2 separate regions of the Zea mays genome follow, and region 1 is linked to region 2. The links are chromatin contacts, called in public Hi-C maps. All regions are on one chromosome and are shown on one strand. The core of a region is the stretch at or near the end of the contact, and the rest is flanking DNA. Distances in the headings are between cores, read along the strand shown.

Region 1 (3,663 bases), core at 1,076-3,575, 170 kb after region 2:
GTCCATCACAAACCACGTGGACTAATTAGTTTGCCAAGATGTCTTTTTATCTCAGGTGCATAAGGTTCAACACAAACAAGAAAGAAAATAAGTTGGGGGCTCAAATAAAATTTGGAGCAAAGACTTGAAAGGTTGCTGCAAGTGGTGCACCGGACAGTGTCCGATGTGCACCAGACAGTATCCGGTGCCCCAGGCCGAGCTCCACTCGAACTGACCACTCTCGAGTTTTACCAGGGCGCGCTCCGTTATAATTCACCGGACTGTCCGGTGTGCACCAGATATGTCCGGTGAGCCAACGGAGCAACGGTAACCTGCGCTCAACGATCGACTGTAAAAGTGTACAGTGCAAAGTCAGATGTCAGGCTGCGAAGTCAGAACGCACCGGACATGTCCGGTGCAGCTACAGGACAAAGGGTTCCAACGGTCAACCGCTCCAAACCCCAACGTCGTGTTGACGTGGCACGCACCGGACAATGAACAATGCCCTGTCCGATGCACCACCGGACTGTCCAGTGTGCCCATCGACAGCAAAAATAGCCAACGGCTAGGAAGTGGTTGGAGGCTATAAATACCCCCCAACCACCTCCTTCAATGGTATCCAAGTGCCAACGGCTAGGAAGTGGTTGGAGGCTATAAATACCCCCAACCACCTCCTTCAATGGTATCCAAGTTTTCTGAAGTTCACATTCAATACAAGAGCAAATAGCATTCACTCCAAGACACATTCCAAAGATCAAATCCTCTCCAAGCCTCCAAATCAACTCAATTCATTAGTGACTTGAGAGAGGGTGTTTTGTGTTCTTTTGTTGCTTGGATTGCTTTCTCCTTCCTATTCTTATTTCTCTAAGTGCTTTGTAAAGCTAGCAAGAGACATCTAAGTGTGTGGTGATCCTTGCGGGGTCTTAGTGACCCAAGTGATTAAGGAGAAGCCTCGACCGGTCTGAGTGATCGATTGAGAGAGGGAAAGGGTTGGAATAGACCCGGCCTTTGTGGCCTCCTCAACGAGGACTAGGTTCTTTGGAACCGAACCTCGGTAAACAAATCACCGTGTTCATTTGTGTTGATCTACACTTGATTTGTTTCCCTTTCTTTTCTCTCTCTAAAAGTTCCCTTGCTCATATAGTTTTGAGTTTTCTCCCAAACATTATCCGCATTGATTGAGCAACTCTAAGCAAGGAGAACTATCTTTCGAACTCCGATTTAATTCTAACGCTAACCCCGGCCCACCGCTCATCTCCATGTTTGTAGAAAACTATCTCCCTACATATCTGGAATCTTCCTCATTCATTTGCCCGAGTTACCGACTGGGGTTTAGCCTGTCGGTTGATCGCAACTGCTCCGCTTGATATGCTCGTGCTCCCGTAGCGCTTAACTCAGACGTTGGTCTTCGCCGGCTTAGATTGGCCTTGCTTGGGCTGGTTACACTCGATTGGCCCATCCGTAGAATGACCCAAGAAGAGACCTGCTAGGCGGCCCAGGACGCGTTTTAGTGTGCGTGAGGACCCAGGGATATCCATCCCCCATAGAATCCACCTCCAAGTGTTGCCATCAACAAAAGACAGTTAAACCAAACTATTCTAAAACATTTTTTATTATTCTTGCATTCCTCTCAATACCTATATTTTTCGTTTCGCTTGGTAAACAACCAAATTTTAATTGTTAATATTATTCTTGGTGGAGTCATAAGACGAAAGTCCATTTATACTAACTCTATCTAAGTATTTGGGAAGTTGTCGAACTAGGAATGAATATTTCGGATAGCGATGATGAGAACTACAATTTGGTGGAGGCTGAGCAAATCGTCCATTCTTATCCATGGTGGATACACATGGAAAAGTCCGCACATTAAGCTGAGCATAATATAATTGGAGCAGAAAGGTATAAACCATGTGACATTATGTTGGACATTTCACTTTCTATATTTGTTAGTCCAACAAGTACTGGCAAACAATGTACATAGAGTTTACATTCCATTATTTATGATGTGGTAACTAGAAATCAGTTTTTGCAACCTATTCAATTGCTTATAATCAAGATGTATAGCTTCATAAAAATTACATTCATGCCCTCAAGCCTATACGCATGAGCTACAAAGATGATTAAGGGTATTGTCGTCTTTTGCCTTAGTAATCTTGATAAACAAGTCTCTGGGATTTGGCCCTTCTCTTGCCACCTACCTCATCACGTGCATGCGCCGCGGTCTGAAGTTTGTAGCTTCGTCTTGGCAACCGTGATCACCGCGCATCATCTTCGAACGAAGGTGTCCTTTAGCATTTACCCTGTTACACTTGAAACAGACTCAAAAAATAACTGATTAGTTAATGTTTTGAGGACCTTCATCTAAAGCAGACCCCAACGTGTATATATCTATACAGTGATTTATGTATGCACTGAATTCAAGATTGTTTGTTGTCTACCTACCAAAGGAAGGACTATTACAATATTTTTAATTATATACATCTCATCAAATTAATAGTAGTTGTGGGCTAGTAATATATTGACAGAAAGTGATCCAAGACCATACATGACAACACAACAACACTTCAGTTACATCACATAATGTAGGAGAGCGAGCATGACTCTACCTAAAATTATCTAGAGTCAAGACACACTTATTCTTCTACATGATTAGAAATGCATACACATGTATAGAAGTTCCTAGCTTATTTTTTCCCGGTCAGGCAGTAAATTCTAGATGTGAAGAAACCAATGAAGAAAAGGAAGGATGGTGTGTTGTCGATCATATCAGATCACACCAGAGAAGGAAGAATCATCAACCGCCACGTCTAACAACCATGAGCTGAAGCCAGAGGGGGGGGGGGGGTCATCTCTCTCCATCTCCCTCTTGATTTTGCACAGCTTGCTTCACGAACTGTCCACGAACCCTTGGCCGCTGGTCGGCTAGCCTCTTTCTGCTCTGGTACCGCACCTGGAAATGGCAGACAGCCATCAGAAAGAAACCAGTCCTTCTATCCAATGCTCTCTCTTCTTAAACATATGCAATTGAAAACAAATAAAGAATAAATATTAATATGCAATTGAAAACAGGCTACCTTTTTCCCAAAGTTCCGATCTTTCTTTTTCTCTCTATATTTCTTTAGCTGTTCTTGTCGTGGTGTCATGCTCGCAGCAAGCCGTCTGACATATGTGTCATTGCCACTCCCACTGCCACCTCCAGGTCCACTTTTATCGATAGCCCGTATCTCTGTATCTGTCCGTCCAGCATTTGCAGCAGCCGTGCTCGCACCAGCTGTACTCCCATTATTCTGCCCCTTGTTGCTGCCTGAGTTGCTCCCGGCTTTCACACCATAGTTATTGGTAGCCTGGCCTTCAAGTGGGGGATCAAATACATTGGAGGAACCACATTGCAGGGCACCTGATCCACTATTCTCAAAATGGACGTAATGAAGGGTTGGACGATGTTGTTGCGTCAGGTTGCTCTGCACGTCACCAGGATGACTATTTCTGCCTGCATTGTTGGCCACTTCATCAGCCTTCGCTTTCCCTGCTGTCGCATTATCTGGAACCATCCACTGCTGCACAGGATGGAATGTTGACGTGTATCCATTAGCCTTAATAGCAGAGGGCAACATCACCCTCTCGTTATTTGTGCTGGGTTTTGTCACAACATCCTTTGTAGTGGAACCCATGTCATTGTTATTG
Region 2 (3,295 bases), core at 333-2,832:
GAATATATTGACAGAAATTTGGAAGGTAGAAGTAGGGTAAACGTGGATTTACCATCAACTGACAGGTAATAACTGGTAAACGTGGATTTACCGACTCATTATTTGTAAGACATCTTTACCGATCGACGGTGTACTACTCGTCGGTACGTAGTTATGTTTTTTTAACGAGGGGCTATATGTATATAGACGTGTAATAATGCATGCATATGATGGCGGGCGCCGTCGATATATGCATTGCTAGCTCAGCTGGAGTAGGCGACGTAGATCTTAATCTCCGACGTGTCGAAGCCGTTGAACTTGGAGCCGGAACCTGTGGAGTAGGCGCCCATGTTGTCGAAGACGAGCCAGTCGCCGACGCTCATCTCGGGCAGCTGGTAGCCGGTGACCACCTCGTCCTGGGAGTCGCACGTCGGGCCGAAAACCGTGGACGTGTGCGTCCTGTCGCCGGGGCGCGGGGTGGCCAGCGGCCTCGGGCGCGGGACCTTGTGGTCCATGAGTATGTTGTTGAGCGAGCCGTAGAGGCCGTCGTCGATCCAGTACTCGCGCACCTCGCCGCGCGTGCGCTTGCCGATGACGCGCGCGGCGAGGGTGAACGCGGTCTCGCAGAAGTAGCGGCCCGGCTCGCCGATGACCTCGACGCACGGCAGGTCGCCGAAGGAGCGCGCGAGGGCGTCGTTGATGACGGCCGCGGCGTCGTCGAAGCTGGCGCCGGCCGTGAACCCGCCGCCGATGTCGAGGACGCGCATGGGGGGCATGCCGAGGGCGGCGGCCTCGTCGAACGCGGCGCGGGCGGCCTCGATGGCGGCGCGGTACACGCCGACGCGGGCCACGGGGCTCCCGACGTGGAAGGAGACGCCGGCCACGGTGACCCCCGCGCGCTGGACGGCGCGCAGGAGCGGCACCACCTCGTCGGCGCGCGCGCCGTACTTGGTGCCTAGGTCGCACGTGGTCTCGCTGCCGTCGGGGCCCTTGAGGCGGAGCAGGAGCTCGCACCTCGGGTGGCAGCGCTTGACCTTGGCGACCTCCTCCTCGGTGTCGTAGGTGGTGAGGTTGACGCCGGCCGCGGCGGCGTACTCTAGGTGCGGCTCGGACTTGCAGGGGTTGGCGTAGATGATGCTGCTGGGCGGGACGCCGAGCGCGAGCACGGCCTCGATCTCGGCGCGGCTGGCGCAGTCGAACCCGGCGCCGAGCTCCGCGAGGGCGCCGAGGAGCGCCGGCTCCGGGTTGCACTTGACGGCGTAGTAGGGGCGCACGTCGGGGAGGCCGCGGCGCCAGGCCGAGTAGAGCTCGAGGACGTTGTCAATGCGGAAGACGTGGAAGGCGGTCCGCTGGACGGGGCTGGACGTGGCGATGATGGAGCGGATGAGGTCGGTGACGGCGTCCTTTTCCTTGAGCGCGTTGCGGCGGGTGTAGGAGAGCAGCTTCTTGTCCTTAACGCCCGGGGCCAACAGCACGGTCTGCATGCGGCTGCCTCCACCCATGTCTCTGTTGGTCTTGGTCTGCTGCTGACGTGATGACTTGGCAAAGTGAATGAACTCACCAGTCACCACGTGCAAGGCAAGCAGGGAGCTGCTAATGAATCGAATGCGACGAACAAATAAATCTTGGTCTGCTTGGCATGGGTGTCCGTGGTTGGCCTTCCTCTTTATAGCACGGGCGGCCGGGCGGTGGATCGGCGGGAAGACGACGACGCTGTCCACACCTCCTCCATGGTCCACGGAGGACTGCGTTAGGTAGGCACGTGTGTTAGTTAGTTGGTGCCCGCGCGGGGCTGAATGGTCAGATCAGTTTGCACAGCACAGCAACCCTTAGCAGCCAGGTTTTCAAAACGATCCAGTGATCAAGAAACGGAACTTACATAGAACGTGGAATGCCACTTAAAAAAAACCATGGTACAGATGGGTACTCGTATCTATCTGTATTATTATTCATTCCATAGATGGACTGCATATATACTTAGAATGTACCACCCTAGTTTTCGAACCAACAATTTTTTCAATATTTAGTTTAATTTGTAAGATTTGAGTGACTTAGAATCACGAATTATGGTTCTAAGTATTTTCTTTTATTATAAATCAATTGAAATGAATTATAAAGTTGAATTTGCTCTGTTGCACCAACTACGATGACGCATGCCCGGGAATAATGGCTACTGCTCTCCCATGCCGCCCGTAGAGTTCAAACAACTCCGAATGGGATGCGCGTATGATAAAGCATGGTCCGGCCCTCGGGAGGAAACTACGCCTTGCCCGAAGCCGACCTCAACCTCGGAGCAAACTCCGCCTCACACTACCGGAATTTGGATCTTTGCCGAGTGTTTTTTTTCGGGCACTCGGCAAAGAAGCTCTTTGCCGAGTGTCACGCAAAAAACACTCGGTAAAATAAAACACTCGGCAAAGAAGATCTTTGCCGAGTGTTTTATTTTTGACACTCGGCAAAGAGTTTCTTTGCCGAGTGTCTTTTTTTGACACTCGGCAAAGGGCTCTTTGCCGAGTGCCACAAATACAACACTCGGCAAAGAGCTCTTTGCCGAGTGTTTTTTCTCCAACACTAGGCAAAGACAATTTAAAAATCACATTTTAAAGTAGTAAATTAATTCAAATGAAAAAGTTTTCAACTACAAATTTGTATAACTCATCATGATGTACAATTTATATATTGAACATTTCTTCATATGACAAAATAAAAATAAATTTGTTCATAAAACCTATATCTCTCTCGAGAGTTTATAAAACTAGAAGAGAGACGTATAAAATTGTGCATATTGTTAAAACCATCATGTGAGATCAACAAATGACCAAACAACCAAAATAAACTTTGTAGATCTTGAGAAGTTATAGAAGTTTATAGTTGACAACTTTTTCATTTGAAGTCATATTGTCAACGAAAACTACATCTGAATTTAAAAATTTAAAAATTTGAATTTTGAAAACGACTTCGAAAGAAAAAACCACCAACATGAAAGTTGTAGGTATTGAAGAGTTATGAAACTTTGTAGTTGACAATGTTTTGGTTTGAAATCATCTTGTTATGCAAAACTATGTTTGAATTTTGAAATTTGAATTTTTCAAACTGTCTCGGATGGAAAAACCACCAAAATAAAAGTTGTAGGTCTTGAAATTTAATGAAACTTTGTAGTTGACAATTTTTTGATTTGAAATCATCTTATCATTGAAAAATTTGTGTGAAGTTTTCAAATTTAAAATCCAAATTTTGTAAACGGTCTCGGATGTAAAAACTATTAAAATAAAACTTGTAGATCTCAAAAAGTTATGCAACTTTATAGTTGGTCACA

Evidence for each region. A called contact is a pair of places that touch in the nucleus more often than the background predicts.
Region 1: a Hi-C map of root tip shows a contact between it and region 2, with 2.7 times the contacts expected there. The contact joins the enhancer-like site here to the promoter of LOC100274319 in region 2. A contact is called at or near these places in 9 of 25 Hi-C or Micro-C datasets (bundle sheath, ear, leaf and 3 more) and 1 of 3 datasets of contacts at active chromatin or transcription factors (leaf).

The regions. Positions count from the first base shown.
Region 1 is chr7:183,979,358-183,983,020 of Zm-B73-REFERENCE-NAM-5.0, reverse strand. LOC103633607 (two-component response regulator-like PRR37) reads right to left here. Exons shown (of 11, transcript XM_035961211.1): 10 at 3,054-3,663; 11 at 1,954-2,929. The coding sequence ends at 2,825. Among protein-coding and RNA genes, the nearest start is that of LOC103633611, 11 kb to the left of the region's middle. Within about 2 kb of position 2,325, at least 2 of the 20 cell types and tissues checked have an H3K27ac peak or open chromatin away from gene starts, as enhancers often do. A contact at or near this core is called in root tip, where this site is marked.
Region 2 is chr7:184,151,834-184,155,128 of Zm-B73-REFERENCE-NAM-5.0, reverse strand. It overlaps LOC100274319 (ornithine decarboxylase), which reads right to left and starts at 1,582. Exons shown (of 1, transcript NM_001148682.1): 1 at 1-1,582. The coding sequence starts at 1,481. The coding sequence ends at 243.